Regions from separate parts of the Zea mays genome. Here all the other regions are linked to region 1. The links are chromatin contacts, called in public Hi-C maps. All regions are on one chromosome and are shown on one strand. The core of a region is the stretch at or near the end of the contact, and the rest is flanking DNA. Distances in the headings are between cores, read along the strand shown. Region 1 holds the start of LOC109942454 (premnaspirodiene oxygenase). Region 2 has its middle 14 kb from the start of LOC103640056. Region 3 holds the start of LOC103638632 (ARM repeat superfamily protein). Region 4 holds the start of LOC100276552.

Region 1 (4,723 bases), core at 1,116-3,615:
CAACCGTTGAAATTGGTATAATTATTTACCAGTATGATGGCCTTGATGATGCTGTTGGTAAGTTGGAAGCCGAAGCACTTGCGCTCCTCAATAATTTCCTCGAGGATGGTGTCCACCGTCTTGTGGATCTCCTTGAGGCTGCGCGTCATGCCGGTGAGCTTGGCCAGGACGGTGGTCCACGTCGGGAACAAGTCCGGGACGTTGAAACCGCTGAACACACTAGTAGAAAAAGGCTCAACACCTGTGGGACGATATATTTTTACAGACGGATCCGGTTATCCACCGACTGTGCTATTTCTAGTGGCGGTTCCTTAATAAAACCGCCACTAGAAATCGTATTTCTACTGGCGGTTCCTTAAGAAAACCGCCAGTAGAAATCCATGATTTGTAGTGGCGGTTTTATTAAGGAACCGCCACTAGAAATAGCACAGTCGGTGGATAACCGGATCCGTCTGTAAAAATATATCGTCCCACAGGTGTTGAGCCTTTTTCTACTAGTGTGTTCAGCGGCTTCAACGTCCCGGACTTGTTCCCGACGTGGACCACCGTCCTGGCCAAGCTCACCGGCATGACGCGCAGCCTCAAGGAGATCCACAAGACGGTGGACACCATCCTCGAGGAAATTATTGAGGAGCGCAAGTGCTTCGGCTTCCAACTTACCAACAGCATCAGTGGCAGTTTTCTTAAGGAACCGCCACTAGAAATCATTTTTATCCTTAATTTTTTGAGTTTTTCAAACGACCTCGTATGACAAAACCACCAAAATAAAAGTTGTAGATCTCTAAAAGTTATGAAACTTTGTAGTTGATAACTTTTTTATTTGAACTCATTTCGGTTCTCAAAAATTGAATCTAAGTAAGTCAAATTTAAAATTCAAATTTTGCAAACTACCTCGGATGAAAAAAGTGTCAAAATAAAAGTTGTAGAACTTCAAAAGTTATTTATCTTTGTAGTTGACAACTTTTTTATTTGAATTCGTTTAGGGTCTCAAATAAGCAATTTACACTCAAATAGTTGTAATATGTGGAAAAAACAACTACAAAATAGACACAAAGCATGTCATAGACGGAGTGGTACTGGAGGATACGCGCGAGGGTGAGGTCGACGGTTCGATTACTAATAACCGTGTAGCGCGCGAATCTTGCGCGAAAAATGCCGTGACTTGCACGAGTGGGGTGGGCCTAATAAAAATAATTGTTTTTACTATTTTTAAAATCTGTTTTATGTTTCCTGGAAACGATTTGCACTGACGGTTTTATTACGTCGACCGTCAGTGAAAATCGATTTTCACTGGCGGTCTTCAGTTATCCGCCTGTAAAAATGATGATTTGTACTGGCCCCTAGCACTGGCGGTTACGATAAACGCCACTAAAAATAGGTTTACGACCGCCAGTATAGATCTTCTCTGTACTATTGATAGGCCGACGACGGCTTTGGTCGCCGCCAGGAACTCCGCCGCGTTCTTCCGCTTCTTCCCGAACGCGGCCCGGGACACGACGCTGTTTGTGATGCTGTGGAACATCACGCTCAGGTTCACTGGCGTCGCCGGGCCCGCCGAGCGGATCTCCTCCACCCGCAGCATCACCTAGAACACAACACATCAGCGTATCACATGCATGTTCTCCTCTTTTGACCAGTCTTCTCCTGCTTTATTTTTAGATTTTTGCATGCGTTGTTTTTGTTCAGACTTCAGAGTGTACTCTCATCTCATAGCGTCTCGTACTCTCGTGTGACTACCGTGCGCGCTAGCTGTGCCTGTGCTCACCTCCTCCTCCCGGATGTGACGAAACGAGAGCACGCGCTTGGGGCTCAGGATCTCGGCGGCGCAGAGCTGGCTGAGCTTGCGCCAGTAGTCGCCGGAGGGGGCGAAGAGGATGTCGACCCACTCATAGCCGACGATCTCGCCGGCGAGGAGCTTGGGGCGTGTGGCGAAGTTGGTGTCGTGCGTCCTGAGCACGGCGCGCGCCGTCTCCTTGGAAGAGGCGACGACGAGCGGCGTCTGGCCGAGCTGCAGCATCATGAGCGGGCCGTGGACGTCCGCCAGGTCCCGCAGCGCCCGGTGCGGCAGCACGTTCACGAGGTGGTGCATGCTGCCGATGACGGGCAGCTTCCAAGACCCTGGCGGCAGCCGTGGCCTCGGCTTGAGGGCCATCTTCACCAGCTGCAGCAGTACCACAGCAAGGACGGAGAGGAAGAGCGACTGGTAGATGTACCCGTCCATGCTGGATACCGTGTTACACGTTTACTATATAGCTAGGCGCCTAGGCCACACAGCCGACTAGACCTTGCTACTGCTTTCTATAGCAGTACAGAGTCTTGCTTGCTTCGTGAGTTCAATACCTAGCTTGCTGTTCCATCTCCCTCGGGGTGGCGGGATATATATAGCACCAATGAGGGCAGCAAGGGCCCATCATATCGACGTCTGGTGAGCTCAATTATAAGTGCACTAGTATGAGCTTCGTGGGCAAAATATGCAGCACATCAAATAATCATAATATTATTACCAATGCTAAGGATCCGAGCATCTCCAGCCAGAGTTTGTATTTTGAAATATATAGGACTCTGACACTAAAACTTTTGCTCCAATAAGAATTCTATTTTACAAAAAATTATTAAATAATTATAGCACTCTGCCTCTCCACTACAACAACTCTAGTAGTTTTTTGGCGTCTGCTACTATTTTCGATGGCCCCGCTCTGGCCATCAAAAATTAGGCTTAATTTCGGTGGCCAACACACCCCGCCGGACCCAATCTGCCCTTTTCTCTTTCATTTGCCAGCGCCGACGTCCCTGACTCATTGTAAATCCCAAAATTAGTATAAGAAAAAAATATATAGATATAAAATAAATAAATAAATTTATGATGATGTTAGGAGAGTTGTTGAAACCCTTGAAACTTCATTAGGACTCTTCCTATTTATAATCAACAAATGGTATTAAATCAGTTAAGTAACCAACAAACAAAGTAAAGAATGGCATATCTCTTGTTGATGATGTGGTTATCATGCATTTATTGAAAACCTGAATTTGACCTCAATTTATAAAGGAATAGAAAATGGGAAAGAAAATTTCAATTAAGCTATTTATTCCTCACATAAATAAATGACAAGGAAAACAATAAATAATAATATAAAAATAGTAAGATTTATATTCATATTAGAACTATGTTGAGATTTAGGAATTGGTATTCCCATGTTTGAATAAAAGTCTTTTATATTAAGAGATTAAATAAAAGACCCTATATGTTTAAAACCAACCTTTGTTGAATCATATGGTTAGAAATATTTCCCTAAACAAGTAAGGTAATGAATATTTATTTTTACTTGGGATTTGATCACACACTCAAGAGTAATAACTCTTCCTAAAAAGAAATAATATGGGTGCATAACATACTTTGAACCTTTAACTAAACAAAGGAAACAAAATAATTAAAATAAATATATAAGTCTATAAAAATATATACTTTGCCTTCATGCTGCTATTCTGGATGTTACATTTAGATTAGAATTTGAAACCCATATTTAAATCTGAATTTTAAAGGTGGGAATAAAAATAGAAAAGAAAACAGGAATAAAAGAAAAACTCACCTGTTGCCGCTTGGGTCGAAATGCGGCCTGGCTGGCCCATTCTCCCTTTTTGATCAGCTCAGCCCGCCTCCATCAGACATGTGTGCCGACATATGGGCCCGACCCATCAGTCAAACCCATGTGTGGACAACTTCGTCTCCATCACAGGCACGTGGGACCGCTCCGCAGCCGCATCCCATCAGGCACTCTCCACGCGGGGTCGCTGCCATGTGGGCCTATGGCATCATGATCGTCTTCTCCAGCAGATTATGACAAACAAGGCACCTGGTTCGGGTCGTTGCGCTGCCCGTAATCCTCGCCGGGTTCACGCGGATTTCGCCTCCCATTTTACTCGCTCTTCCGTTCGGCGGGTCCGGTCCTTGTGAACCTCTCGGCCAAATCGGCCGCGACCGTTGCACCCTCGCCGACGAACCCGTAGGCGAGCAACCAAATACATGCTGGTCGCGTGCTCCCGGGACCATAAAAGTGACCACGCTGCGACCCTCTTTCCTGCCCATCTGCGGATTTCTAAGCCACCGCAAGGGAAACAGTGAGAAGGGGGAGGGAAAGCCGAGCACCACCGCCGTAATCGCCCCTCGGTGATTACCGTCCATTTAGGGCAAAATGTGCGCTCAGGGAAGCTTTGTCAAGGTTTACGGACGTCGTCGTGTGGAATTCCAGGGCCGTGGGCGGCCAAGGCTCGGTGAATTTCTCGCCGGTGACTGAATCCGCCGCGGGCCACCCACTCTCCGCGGTCGGACCTCTATGCTTCGTCCCTGCCGGTGAGAACTCTTCCCCTGCGTTCGCCATGCCTTGCACTATATGATTCACACTTTAGATTAGAGTATAAGGCCCTCCTAGACGGGGTGGCCGAACTCCGGCCATCTCTCCGCTGTCTCTGGGCTGGTGGCGCCGCCGTGCTCGGATGGCGTGAGGTGGGGGCAAGCTTGCGCCGTTGATCCAGCGTGCAACGACCGTGATTTGGCGCTGGGCGTATCCTCTAGGTGATTTGATCTGAGCCATGGAGGTGTGATCGGGTGGTGTGATAAGGTATAGCCATAATAAAATCTAGGTCGTTGAATAGTAGATCATCGGCCAGGATTAGAAGCAACCCACCCCTTCGACCAGATTGTATCTCGATCATTGGATCTCATTGT
Region 2 (4,723 bases), core at 805-3,304, 460 kb after region 1:
GAATCGAGAGCCTAACAGAGAGGTAAATTAGGACTTTTAAAAACTTTGCTAATCTAGGTCATAAATAAATCCTTAGAACAAAACCTATGCAAATAAATAAACTAGATTTTGCAAATTAAGTTTTGTCTAAATGTTGATATCTCTACCATAAAAGGAGTTTTGCAACCTAAGTTTCAATCTTGAATAATCTAACTAGAATTGAGAGATTGAAACTTAAATACTTAATGTAAATGCGGAAGTTAAATGAGCAAGGGTAGAGATGCAAACTGCCATGGACGCCGCCGATATTTTTACTGAGTTATCCGAACCACGCAAAGTCTCGACTAATCCTCGTTGGTGCCCCTATGCAAGGGGTAGTCCATGCGAGGGCTAAGCACCACGGACGAATAACTCCGTAGAGAGCCGTGGGCCTTCTCCACGTGCAAGTGGGGCACCACTTCTGGCCACCACTCGGACGCTCCCCGCTGTCTTCACTAACGAGCTTCTAGCTGAAATGTTGCGGGCCTCGTTCCCTCTGGTACAAGGTGGCAGACGCACCACAAACACAGTTGATGCGGTGTCGCAAGACGATGCCCCACTCGGTACAATTACAACGGCTCGCTCAAGAGCCCAAGGGTTTTGTGGGGTTTTCTAAACTCACTCAACTAACTAGGAATCACATATAGCAAGCGCAATAGCGGTCTAACTAACCTAAGCATCTCGCAAAGTTTCTACGCTAATCACTGAGTGTTTCTATTAAGCACTTGGGTGTTGGAGCACTTGGAAATGTGTATGAACTTGCTTGATATGTTTCTTGAGCTCCCACACATTCAAATGGCCAGTTGGGTGAAGTATTCATAGACCCCAACTGAATTATAATTGTTGGAGGAAAAGTTGTTGCTCTCAGTGGCACTCCGGACCGTTTCGGTGCTTGGCACCAAATCATCTGGTGCAACTAGCAATTGGAATTTTACCGTTGTAGTGTTGTCGGCTTCCACACCGGATTGTCCGGTCCTGGCACCGGACCGTCTGGTGACTCTCCCTCCATACAGCCAAAAAAATCCATTGGTGCACCGAACATTTTGTGAAGTGCACAGAACTGTTCGGTGAGCCACCGGAGTATCCGCCTAGGGAGGGCAAATCACCCACCTGTGGATGCCTCTTCTCCGTGTCTTGGGCTTCTCTTGTTTTGTAGATGTTCAATAAAGGTCTTCTTAATGTATTTTTAGGTGTTACATCCTCAGAGCTTAAGTCCAATCCACTTCGCATCCTATGAACTACAAAACACACTGTTGGGAAGCATTAGTTCACTAGTTATGTTGTTCATCAAACACCAAAATCCCATAATCAAATGGTCTGGTGTCCATTTTCCTAACAATCTCCCACTTTTGTGATTGATGACTGTAAGTGCAATCAACCCTATTTGAGGGTTTTGGTGATTAAGATGACAAAACAAATAATGTTACTGTAATGCCCAAAAAATTGGTAGAAGAAAAAAATATAATAATAAAGTAAATAAACAAATATATTTATAAGGGTGTTTTTGAGAATGTTTGAAACCTTTAGAATTTTTTTTTTATTTTCTTCCACTATCATAATTAATTAAGAGAGTAAAAGCTAGGAAATGTGCATCTCATGCTAATGATTTTGTTGTGAGGAATTTTGTTGAAATAAAGAAATCGCAACTTAAATTTGATCTCAATTTATAAATGAAAAATATAAAAAATCAAAGGAATCTTAATAAAAGCATTTATTCCTTCCATAATCAAGTAGAAAGATGAATAAATAATGTTAAAGCAAACCATGAGTGTTAAATTCACATTGGGAGTTTTATGTATATTTGGAAATCTGGATTTCAGAACTGCAATTCAAATGTAGTTTGAATCCTTGAATTTGGAAAATAAACCAGAAATTATAAAAGAAAATGGTGAAGCACCTGTATTGGGCCGCAGTTCTGAAATTCGGCCCATCCCCCTGATTTCCCTCGTGCGCGCCTCGGCCCAATACCACTCTCCCACCGCGCCAGCCCAGTTGCCTTCCCCGTGGCCCCGCGGCGTCTGCCTCACTGTTCGGTGGGCCGCTACTGCCAGCTCCTCCCTCGCACCCGTTCACTTACGAATGGGCCCTGGTGGTCAGTCCCCTTTCCTTTCCCGTGACCGCTCGCGCGCCTTGATCACTCATTGACTCGTGGGACCGGGATGTCGGTCGTCCTCTTCCCGGCGACGCGGTGGGGATGATGCAGCCGGGGATCTCAGAATTCCGTTGCAACAGACTCCGAATCCACATCCCTCTCCTCGGCTGGTGCGTTACTCCCATCGGTATAAGTCCCCAGACGCTCCTCCTCTCACCCGGGTGCGCAGGCCGAAACAACACATGCCACCGTGATCCAAGTTCGCCATGGTGGAGAGAGAAATGATGCCGCCACCATCGATCTCCTCCGTGGGTAACTCCCCGACCTCGGGGGTGTTCTTAGCGCGTCGTGGGATGCTGCCGCGCGTGCGCTTGACCTCGGCAGGCGGGGATCGCAGCCGTGAGGTCGGTGATTTTCCGCCGGTGTAGCAGCGCCGCCGCGATGTGGATGTGTGCCGTGGCAAACCTCTGCCACAGCGCCAGCTGAGGTAATAATCATGCCGCAGTATTCGCCTAGCTCTCCAGTTCGCGTCGCCCTGGTCAGCCGTGTGTTGGGAGTCTCGGACCGCCGGGCGGGACATCGCCGGGGGGCGGCGCATCCGTCCTTGCGTCACCGGAGGTAGGTGATGATATCTGGGCGGTCGGATCCGAGGGGGACGGACCGGATTAGTTTGGGACGACAGGAACCCGAGTGATGAACCAGGGCCGTTAGATTGTGATCCAGCGCGCGGAACCCGTGATCGGTTCAAGTCCTTTTAGTTGCCGTTAGATCATGATCTGGTGGTCGAGAATTGATACCGGTTCAAATGGGGAAAATCTAACCTGGATCTTCAGATTTTGATCGGGTGGCTGAGAAATGTCCATACCCCTTCGGTCGGACCGTTTTACAGAAGAGTCTCTCAGTTCCTTTGAAACCGAGCTGCCGTTCATTGCCTGTTATAGAATAATTACGGTTCAGTCCTGTTTTTCACGAGTTAACCCCTGTGCTTTCCAGAAATTGTGCCCGCAGCCCAGGTGTTAAATAAAAGGGATAAAATAATTCAGAAAATGATTTTAGTTTAAAAATAAATCAAGAAACTTGTTTAATTCGTATTAAATCCATTTTAACTCCAAATTAATTCATTCCAATTGCATTAGAATTGTATTGATATTGTTTATCATCCAGTAACTTTATTTTGTTATGAAATCTAAACTGAAATTTTGTACTTAATTTCTTTTGTACACCACTACTAAATCTTTAGAAATTCGTAACTTGAGAACCGTAACTCTGATTTGATCCATTCAAATTGTGTTAGCTTTATAAAAATATTGTCTACGCAGTGGCAATATTAATTGTACCATAGAACATATTTTTATAATTAGATATTTGTTTAGCCTATGTTCAGTAGATTATACCTTTTAACCAAAGTTAAACTAGACCATGATAGTGATTTGACTATAATATTATTCCTAAACAAGTTATAATCTGGATTAAAGTTTACTTAACTAGTTGGAGTATATTTTCTCATATGATGTATATTAACCAATTTATAATATAGTTTAATATTTAAATCACATTTATCTTCCATAAATCATAACTCCTTAACCGTAACTCCGAAGTTAGTGATTCACGAGCCCACGGTTTTGTAGTGACGCGTAGATTATTATTACACAGTTTATTCTTATGTTTGGTGTGATGTTAATTTTGCCTATACCATGTTTGTTTGTATTGCTACGACTAGCAGCGAGGTTACGAATCACTTGAAGAGCAAGTTAGTACCTGGAATCTCAAGTCCCAAGCAAGTTGTGCCCTTTGGTCACTTCTTTTTTTACCCACTCATGTTCTTATTAATCATAATGATCTACATAGGTTAATTTTGATGGGACCCGACAAATTACCCTAGTTTGACTATCTTTATACCTTGTTTACCACTGAATTTTTGGGTAGTACCTGCTATTGCTTTGTGTGGTTTTGGGTATAGAGATATACATTATTCGTGATCATACTTTTATTATCAGTTTGTTATATATTGTTCATGATAAGATCATTATGTTGATTAGAACATGGAGAACCACCCGAGAAAACAGTGCTACCACAAGGGTGGTATGGGACGCCCTTGGCTGACTAATTAGGAAAGCTAGTGGAGGACTACCTTACCCGAAAGGGGCAAGGGGAGTAGGGAAGTGGTCAGTGTAGGGAGGCCATTGGGTTGATTTTGCTGCGATGGCGGTCAGGCGAGGGGTCCCTGCATTGGAGCTTCATAGAAACTGTAGCGGGTTTTCTGAAGCTAGTGGAACTTTGTAAAGGCCTCGTAGTGTTACCTTGTGTCGCCTCCTCGGTAGAGGTGTATAGGAAGTCACGATCCCTTGGCAGATGGGTAACATGACTTGTGGGTAAAGATGTGCAACCTCTGCAGAGTGTAAAACTGGTATATCAGTCGTGCTCACAGTCATGAGTAGCTCGGACACTCACATGATTAATTTATGGAACTAAATTCAATTTGTCATATGCATTGCATCGCAGGTGTTGTTATCACTTTTGTTCTACTACTTAATTGGGTTGGTATTCACTTATACTTAGTAATTGCTAATAAAATTTTGACCAACTTTAAAAGCAATGCTCAGTTTCAACCAT
Region 3 (4,723 bases), core at 1,183-3,682, 380 kb after region 1:
TAACTCAAATGAAATCATTTAGTACATCAAAATAATAGTATAGTAAATAAACATAGTGGTATGTCTAATCGTCTTTAAGCCTTTCTTACTTCTGACTGCTACTGATGATGCATCCTCACCATGATGGTTAGTGGCCACTGTTTGGAAGTACCACTAAAACAATGCACATTTTAGCAAAATCATAAGATTCCATCACAAACAAAGAACATCATTGCATATGAACCAGCACATGGACACCAATAAGCAGATGTTTTAGAAATAGAATTAAGGAGCAAACGCTACCACACAGTGATATGTCTAAATTGAGAACCTTGTTTGCCACCAGACTTTTGCTAGAGTTTTCAGACACTAAACAATCACAAGCTGCTGTCCAGCATTAACGCAGACCCAGGCACCCAGCCCCGGACATGGAAAGGTTGGAGAACTGGGCTCTAGGCAGGTAGCAACAGTTTTTGAATAGCAACATTGGTGTGTTGTGTTGTATAAAGATCTGACAATGGTATCTTTGTTAGATGTACATTTTTAACTTGTTTTGATTTGAAATAGCACCTTGGTGACATGTGATGGTATACCAGATTGAGTTGCCCAAAAATTTTCTGTGAGCAACTGCCTTTGGGGAGACCATCTTCTTGTTAGTTTGAGTTTTGCATGAGGGGTAGTAACACTTGAGTTTACATCCTTGGGTCTGTTCTTTCAAGTGTTATATTGAAACAACCATCAACTTAGTTTAAATGGCATCTATCTATTGTTGTTCTGCAAAGAACATGACTCCTTGTTGGGCCAGGCTTGGGCTTCACTCGACATGTTACATGTAGGAGGATGAGTTCACAAGAACCATAATATTTATGCCTTGCGAACTCAGAGCGATGGTAAATAAGGTCATAAGATCCTGTAGACCCTTACCAATCAAATATCAAAGCATAAAGGTCACAAATAAATTTTGAAGGACCCGTTATGGTTATGATATGCGGATAGAAGATGGATCTAGCATAATAGTTTTTCTATTCATAGCGATGGTGTGGCTTGCAAATGTGGCAGAAAGGCTTGGTATATAGTTATGGATGTGAAAAAAACCGAAGCTCATTGATATCGTCGACAACAAAAGGGTTCTGTTGCACATCCTTAATCCTAGGATATGGTCTGATCGATTAAGGGGAAAGCTACAGCCTTGTCACAATCCGGACAAACACCGATCTTAGTTACTTTATGAAATTCAAATTTTGGCTTAGCCAATGACTACATTTGGATGCAGTCCAGTTAGAACCACTCATTAAAAATTATTAGTCATAAGACCAAGATTAGAAAACAGGAACAATAAACTATGAACAGGCTCGACTACTGCATACTAACCTCAAATATTGCATCTCTGGAGTGTTCATATTCTCGGGATACCACGCTCCTTTGAATTATCCTCACTTTTAAGTAGCTCATCTTGACTGTTATGTCCGCACTTCCCTGCTTTTTGGCATCTCAAGAACTTCCACTTCATAGAGTACAAGCAAATGAATAAACTCTGTTGGGATTCCACAAAATAATCTAGGGAGTTTAAATTAACGTATCTTTGGGTTGGGCCAAATTATGTAAGATTATTATTGGGTAACATGTTAATAATCTTACACAAGTATTCTGGATCAGGAATCTTCACCTATTGATGATAGAGTAAAACTTGAATGGCAACTGTCCACATATCAGACGTCATGAGCAAAATTTTGAATAATGTTGATCCACTACTCTGCAAAAAAGGATGTCAAAATCAAGGCTAAAATATTACTCCATCCTAAACCGCAGCAGCAGTGACAATTTCCTCTGCGCTCGCTCGCTTCTTTATTATTAAACCAAGACACATCAGACATCTGATCTGGGCAAATCACTAAGTCAAAACAAAACAAAAAAAAACAGTATACGAGATCGCTGACAAGTATTTTAGATCCTTACACCATCAGCTGTGCAATGTCCTCGCGGAAGACACCCTTCCTCCTGGCAGTGACCGACGGGAACGGGGCGTAGGAGTAGGAGATGTGCCTGCACTGGCTGCTCGCGCTGATCCTGTTTGGCTGGCAGTGACCGACGGCGTCCTGAGCGCGGACGCACGACAGCGGGGCTCGGCGAAGGCAGTACCTGTAGACGAAGTCCCGTATCCTGGGGTGGTTGGGCGGGATGAGGCGGCGCTGGATGCGGAGCGCGAGGCGGTAGGTCCCACCAGCAGCGGCGGCGGCGGCCTGTCCCACCAGCAGCGGTGGCACCGGCGGAGTTGCTTGTAATGGAATAAGGGGGCGGGGGACGAGACTTGTCGAAGCGGGGAAGGGGGAATACTGAGTCGAGGCTGAAGCGTAGGGGCACCACCGCTGTTTAGGGTTTGGGAGCCGCCGTGTGACCATTGTGACGGATGGACGAACAAGGGAGGGAAGCGGGGTCCAAACTGAATCGGTCGAGGTGCAGTCTCCAGTCGAGGCCCATGGTAACAGGCGAGAAAGTGAAGACAAAAAATATAAAAAATGTTACACGCATCATGCTAAGCATGGTGAAGTGTCATCGTAAATGACAAACGTAGGCGTGGAGAGAGGTGGGTTCAGGTTTGATTTAAAAAACCTAATTAGAAGGAACTATTTAGATGATAGGATTATTTAGTATGAATCTAAGTCTTAAATATCATACGAAACAGTTTCATATTTAGAAATGTCTACTATACTTACTAACATCTAAGACAGTTCTTATTGTCTAGATGACTCTAATAATATCTTTATTTGAGATAGTTTCATATATATATATATATATAAGTGTCTAATATACTAACCAAAATCTAGGACAATTCTTCTAATCTTAATGACTCAAAAGATATATTTATTTGAGACGATTTTCAATAACGATCTGCCTTAAATAGATATAAGACATTTCTTACGATGTATTTGTCTCAAAACACTTCTTTATTAAAGACGGATCTCTAACAAACCGTCTTACCTTACTCATCACCATTTGATAAAAGACGCTTCTATAAAATGCACTGATATCCATCTTAAAATGTGCGTCTTAAATAAGCATATCTCTAGTAGTGCTCGCCTCCCCCATGGCCGAGCGCCCTCTCCAGCCGCCGATGCTCGCCAAGCCCATCTCTCATGGCGCCCAGCCCGGTTTCCAGCGCCCTCCTCCACCACCGCGCACCTCTGGCCGCTCCAGCTCATCGATCCGCAGTCGTCTTTGTTTCTCCGTCAACCATCCTCTTCCTCCGGACAACGCGCTTGTCCCCCGCGCAACGTCGTCTTCAACCTTTGGCTCTTCTTCCTCAAGCGTTGTTCCAGCAGCTCGCTCCTCGGATCCTCGTTGCCGGTCTTCAGTCCTCGTCAGTCGCTGACGTGCAGCACGCCTCGGTCTCGTGCTCGCCGTCGCTTGATCGTGAGCTGTTCGCCCTTGCAAGCTCACTACCGCGCGCCCTCCGGCTAGTGCCTTTCTGCGTATATTGTGCGTCGTCGACCCGCGTTGTGTCTCGACGTGCTTGTCAATTCCGATGATCGGTCTTTCAATTGCGCGCGGCTTGTAGTCAACCCGGTCGTTGCCACCACCTCAACCTCGTCAGCCTACCTCCCATCCCTATGTGCAGGTCGCGTTTGCGCTTATCGCCGGTGAGACTCTCGGTTCTTGTTCTCGCCTAGCGTCGATTGATTAGATACTAATTATTTGTGTGTTTGTGCGTGATTGGAGGAGAAAAAGGTCCTAGAAATTGGTTGGAGAAGAAGGTTGTAGCGCATGGCTCACCAAGTGTTCGATCAAAGACTTCAATTAAAGGCTATCGTCGTTCAGGCAAATATCAAATCAAATTGAGATGTGGTGAGCCGATTCGCTATTTTTACTATTGGTTTTATGATCGTGAAATAAGACGCTTCGTATGCGCATGAAATTTAAGTTAGAAATACCAGTGATGCGAGGTGTGCTTCGATGAAATTGAGATGTAGCATTATTTAGGTTTGTGATATTCCTGCTTATATCCATTCATATGCACCATGCATCTCATTAGGTACGCTAGCTGAGAATCGTACGAATCAAAGGACAAGGACCAAAGCTGAGTCGACCACAAGATGCTGTAAAGTGTGAGCCACTCGCGAGGTGATGCTGATGGACGAACCTGAAGATGGATAACTCAAGCAAGTGCTAGGCTGAGACATGGTCGACAAGCAAGTCTCGTCTAACAAACACTAACCTAGTGTTATTCCAGGCAAGCCACGGTGCATTATCCCTTTCCTTGTGTTTTAAAATCTTTATTACCTTATATGATGCATTAGGTGATAGGAGTTATGTGCTAAACAATTGATGCATTTCCTTCCATGGAAAATTGATCACCATTCCTTGATTCCATTTTATGAAAAGGCTTTTTATGATGCTTAGCCTTGCTCTAGAAAACAAAATGTTTTGTTTTAAAATAAAAGGTGATGCTTCGCACTGGATGGGGATTTTTACAAAGAAAAGACTGATGATGGTGGATCCATCATGGCCATGATGGGTTCAACATCAGAAAAGATGTACCTCTGCCAGGTACCAAACTTTGGGTTTTAAATAATAAAGCTGAGACCGGGCGGGTGACTTGCACGAGAAGGAAGTATCGATGTAGTGTCTCCGTCTCAGTCGATTAAGGATCATGTCGATGTAGGCTTGATGATCGAGGACCTTTTAATAGGCCACATGCCTCATCATGGGTAAGCTTTGCCTCGGTCGGACCAATACCAGAAAGGCC
Region 4 (4,723 bases), core at 743-3,242, 310 kb after region 1:
GCAACTTATCTTGTTACGCCATCCATTTATCTTATTATTACTTCCTCCGTTCAGAATTACAAAGCCACATAGAGCACATCCGAGGTACATACAGACTACAGAGAGTTTGCAGATACATAGATATTCCATAATGCAACATAACACGTAAGATTCTTAGGAGCTTGTTTAGGAGCTTGTTTAGGAGCGAAAAAACTTTAGCCCCTCCAATATCATTGCCACCAAACAAGACTAAGTGTCGTTTGTTGCCACCACGCAGCACTTATCTTAGACCTTGTCCAGCAGTTTATCCATAGTTTACTCAAAACACTACTGTATTTTAGACTACTATTCACAGAGTGAAATTTGAATATATGTATAATATATGAATAAGCTGCTGGACATAATAATCTTAAAGCTACCGCGCGTTACATATGGGCCAACTATTTTTTTCTAAAATAACCTGCTATTTCTTTTATTTTCTTTTCTCTTCCACTCGGAATATCGTTTTGAAAAGCTTTCACCTCGCTGTCAGCTTGCCGGCCAGCATCAATAGCTTCATTGGTGCCGTATAGTCCCAATAGTTTATGAAACGACGGCTTTTTATGCATGGTAGTCCAATAGATATGTTCTAATAAGACGGGAAGAACATATGGAACCCATGCATGAGCACCAAACAAGAAATCTAACTTTTATCATGGAAGATATATGTGTTCCAGCAAGTACTCTGATTGTTTCTCCTTAGGTTCTTCAGATCTATACAGTCTTCCTCCTCTCCTTTCTTGTTCACATGTAGCCTCCATATACAAAGATATCCTCTGTAGTTCTACTCTGCCCTTGGTCTCCACTTCTCTTGATACAATTAACTCCCGTGCTGGGGGACTATCCAGCATACTTATTAGTACTAGGTGAGGCCGGAAATTTCTTCTCGTGCAGAGAACAGGCTCAATTATCGGTAACCCAAGCTTAGTTGTCGTCATCAGCTCCTCTTTGACTCTTAGCAGAGTAAACCAGAGAGATCTCCTCTGCCATCGGGCACAGCAGCACCGGATCTGGTCGCGCCGAGCTCCAGATCTGCCAGTCTGTCCACGCCGGCAAGCTAAAACAACCGAGGCGACAGCTAAAATGGCGGAGAGTGGAAGAGAAAAGGCCAAGAAATTAGGAATTAGAGAACAACCTAGTTGGCCCTGGGATCTAACGCGCGGTGCCGAACCAAGGCCGGCAGTATGCGCCTTGTGGTGGCAAACGAACCTAGTTGGAGGCTGCATCCTTGGCCGCGGCGGGCCGTGGCGCCACCGCTGGCATGACAGGCTTCTCGCTGTGGACGAAGAAAGCGTAGAAGCCGCCACAGGTGGTAGCGGCTGCCATCGACCAGACAACAAGTTTGACTGGCAGGGGCATAATCTCAGCCACCTTGTAACTGAACATGATAGTAAGGAGGGTCGTGAGGCTCCAAACCCCAGCCTTGACCCTCGCGCGCTTTTGGGAGTGCTGCTGATCCAACTGCTCGTAGTAGCGCAAGCAGGCGAACAGGGCCACCAGGTCGAGATAAGATACCACGACGAAAGCGACGGAGCCGGCGTCACCGTTGGACCGATAAATCGCCATGCCTGAGTTGAAGGTGAGGAATAGGAAGCCAAGCACCGTGAGCCAGGAGAAGTCGGCCATTGCTGCAGGCGGCGGCGACCTCTGCTGCCCGGAACCAGGCAGCTTCTTTAATACCTCGATGTATCAGCAACGAAAGACGGAGGACGCAAGGCCAAGAAGCCTGTTTTTCGAAAGGGATCAGAACCCGTCGCTCATCTGCCGATATGAATGGGGAAGAGAAGAAAAAAATAAGATGGAGAGGAGCTTACCTTACGTAACGGCGAGAACTAGCAATCAGGGGCAGGGCAAGCTCGCCGCGGGGGCTGATTGCAGCGGAGGCGTTACAAAGCGCGTTGGTCGGTTGTAATAAGTTTTCTCTCCAACGAGCCCCTAGTCCGCTATATAGCGGCTGTTTGGTTGTTTGGACCACTAGATCCTAGATTCCTAGTTAAACCTAAGATGCAGGCTGGACTATACAGGGCCATATGACACTAACAAGGTGGGTCGGCCCGAGCACAGCACTAAAAAGCACGGCCCAGGTACGACACGACCCGTTCCATACAGTGCCAGTGTTGGGTCCGGCCCGTACACAGTGCCGGGCCCGGCTGGTACACAGTGTCGTGCCTGGGCCACCAACTCGGTCCGTAGTGTCGGCCCAGGCCCGACACGATTAAATGGGCTGGCACGGCTTTGGCACCGCCCTGGCGCCAGCGCGCGTGGCCCAGCCCAGCCATCAAAGCACCGAGCACGCCCGCGGCCTGCGCTAGTGCGTCACTGCGTCTGCACGTGTAAACCCTAAAGTCGCTCTCAGCTGCGGGCGATTGGGCGAACTCTCCTCTCCCTCGTTCCCTCCGCCTCCGCTCAGCGCTCCGGTCTCCCTCTCCGGTCTCCGGCTCTCCGCCTCCGCTCGGATCGATCGTCGGAGATCCTCTCCCCCGCTCCATCCTCAAGACCTCAACGGATTTGCGCATTTGTGGAATGGGTAACTCATATCCATAACCCTAGCTCCGTTCTCCCTCATCTGTCTCCTCTCTCCTGTCTTCTTCTCCCCCTCCGGTGTCATCTACACCAACTAGCACTGGCACACGACACAGCATCATCCTCGTCTACCTCGTCGTCTTCCTCGAGCAATCAAGCTCATACGCCGTCGGCTTGTACGGTGCTCCGGAATAAATCCGTCGAGGAACCGGGTGACCGGATCGATTGTTCGTCGATGGTCGACCAGTCGACATCGCCTGCGGAGATCCCGGTGCTCCGGCTTATTAGATAACGGGTAACCCTAACCCTAATCTCTTTTATTATGTAACCCTAGCTCCAGTCTCCCTCTCCTATCTCCTATCTTCTTCTCCCCCTCCGGTACTGTCCGGCACTGGCACACAACATCATCGTCATCTCCCTCGAGCTCAAACGTCGTCGGCTGCTACGGTGCTCCGAATTCAAATCCGTCGAGGAACCGGGTGGCCGGATCGGTAGTTCGTCGATGGTCGACCGGTCGTCGTCGCCTACGGAGATCCTGGTGCTCCGGCTTATTAGGTAATGGGTAACCCTAACCCTAATCTATTTTATTATGTAACCCTAACCCTAATCTTGTATTCATGTTGTAGCCGTTGAGGAACCGGGACTCCGATGGCCGTCTCCGATGATGAAACTGTTGAGATTGACTGCAACGAGGAGCGACGGTTGTGCGGGTTGGCCAGAGATGACGATGAGGATGACCTCCGGGAGGATGCTGCAGTGCTCTTTGGCCATAGCAGTGAGCATCCCATCCATGTAGGTGATGAACAAAAAGTCGGTGGCCAGGAAGGTGAAGGGGACGAACACAGTGCCAAGCGTTGTCGTCCTTCTACTTCTGCAGTCTGGTTAGATTTCGAGAAACTTTTCAAAATCGTGAACGGTAAGAAGGTAAGTTTGCAGCTAAGTGCATACATTGCTCTAAGCAATATTCTTCTCTCTCTAGTGGTGGCACTGGCCAACTCAGCCGACATAGGGATAGATGTCCTAGGAGGCGTGAAAAAACCCGCATGTCTCAGTCTCAGATATCTTTTAATCGTGATGGTAGTATGCATAACTGGGAGTACTATCCTATGGTTGCACGTAATGAATTGGTTCGATTGCTTGCTAGGCTAGAAATTCCTATTAATTTGGGTGAAAATGCTGCGTTTGAACTGCTCATAATCCTAAATTTGTGCCTGTCTCTAGGCAAACCACCACCAGAGACATGGTTAAATACTTCACTGACAAAAAGGCTAAGCTTGTTGAGACTCTTACTTCTTTTGATGTTAATTGTGTGTGTTTGACCTCTGACATTTGGTCTGGTAATGCCAAAGAGGACTACCTTAGTGTTGTTGCCCATTACATAAACCCTGATTGGCAACTAGAGAAAAAGGGTGCTTTCTTTAGTGCTTATTGATGTGTCACACAATGGTCAAAACATTGCTGATCGTGTTGCTGGTGTGCTTGCTGATTATGGCTTGACTAATAAGGTGTTTGCTTTTACCCTAGACAATGCATCATCTAATGCTTCTGCCATGAGGTTGCTTAGACCTATAATGTCACCATATCTGGGTATTGATAATGGTGCAGAATCTGAAATGTTCTTGCATCAACGTTGTGCATGTCATATAATCAATTTGATAGCTAAAGAGGCCCTAAATGCTCTTAAGAATTTGATTAAAACATTTAGAACTGCAATATCTTTTTTAAACTCTAATCAGAGAATTGCTGCATATAAAAGTTATTGCATTGCTACTAATATTAGACCTAGAAAATTCTAGTTGGACATGAAGGTTAGGTAGAACTCTACATATCTGATGCTTAAGCATTTGTTTCCTCATAGGATACCTTTCACTACTTTCATTCATGGAAACTATCTTAGGGCTGAAGGTGATCAATTTATTTTAACTGATGACCATTGGGTTATTGGAGATAAAGTACTTAAATTTCTTGAGCTATTTTATGATTCTACAGTTGCACTGTCTGGTGTTTATTATCCTACATCTCCACTTATGCTTCATTTTCTTGTTAAGATTGCTATACATTTAAAGAACAATGCTAATGACACTCACATCAGAGGTGTCATTCAACCTATGATAGATAAATATAATAAATATTGGAGGAACATCCCTTTACTTTACTCTTTTGCATTCATCTTGGACCCTAG

Evidence for each region. Hi-C and Micro-C count contacts between places; a contact is called where the count stands out from the background.
Region 2: a contact with region 1 is called in a Hi-C map of leaf, with 5 times the contacts expected there. The contact joins the enhancer-like site here to the promoter of LOC109942454 in region 1. A contact is called at or near these places in 2 of 25 Hi-C or Micro-C datasets (endosperm and leaf).
Region 3: a contact with region 1 is called in a Hi-C map of ear, with 4 times the contacts expected there. The contact joins the promoter of LOC103638632 here to the promoter of LOC109942454 in region 1. A contact is called at or near these places in 4 of 25 Hi-C or Micro-C datasets (bundle sheath, ear, leaf and 1 more).
Region 4: a contact with region 1 is called in a Hi-C map of leaf, with 5 times the contacts expected there. The contact joins the promoter of LOC100276552 here to the promoter of LOC109942454 in region 1. A contact is called at or near these places in 5 of 25 Hi-C or Micro-C datasets (bundle sheath, ear, endosperm and 2 more).

What each region holds. Positions count from the first base shown.
Region 1 is chr9:87,243,125-87,247,847 of Zm-B73-REFERENCE-NAM-5.0, forward strand. It overlaps LOC109942454 (premnaspirodiene oxygenase), which reads right to left and starts at 2,366. Exons shown (of 4, transcript XM_020544485.2): 1 at 1,766-2,366; 2 at 1,412-1,585; 3 at 30-233. The coding sequence starts at 2,221.
Region 2 is chr9:87,702,282-87,707,004 of Zm-B73-REFERENCE-NAM-5.0, forward strand. No RefSeq gene overlaps it. Among protein-coding and RNA genes, the nearest start is that of LOC103640056, 14 kb to the right of the region's middle. Within about 2 kb of position 2,055, at least 19 of the 20 cell types and tissues checked have an H3K27ac peak or open chromatin away from gene starts, as enhancers often do. A contact at or near this core is called in leaf, where this site is marked.
Region 3 is chr9:87,621,695-87,626,417 of Zm-B73-REFERENCE-NAM-5.0, forward strand. LOC103638632 (ARM repeat superfamily protein) reads right to left here and starts at 2,433. Exons shown (of 8, transcript XR_002265239.2): 1 at 1,936-2,433; 2 at 1-1,853.
Region 4 is chr9:87,554,257-87,558,979 of Zm-B73-REFERENCE-NAM-5.0, forward strand. LOC100276552 reads right to left here and starts at 1,993. Exons shown (of 2, transcript NM_001150313.2): 1 at 1,833-1,993; 2 at 6-1,744. The coding sequence starts at 1,644. The coding sequence ends at 1,228.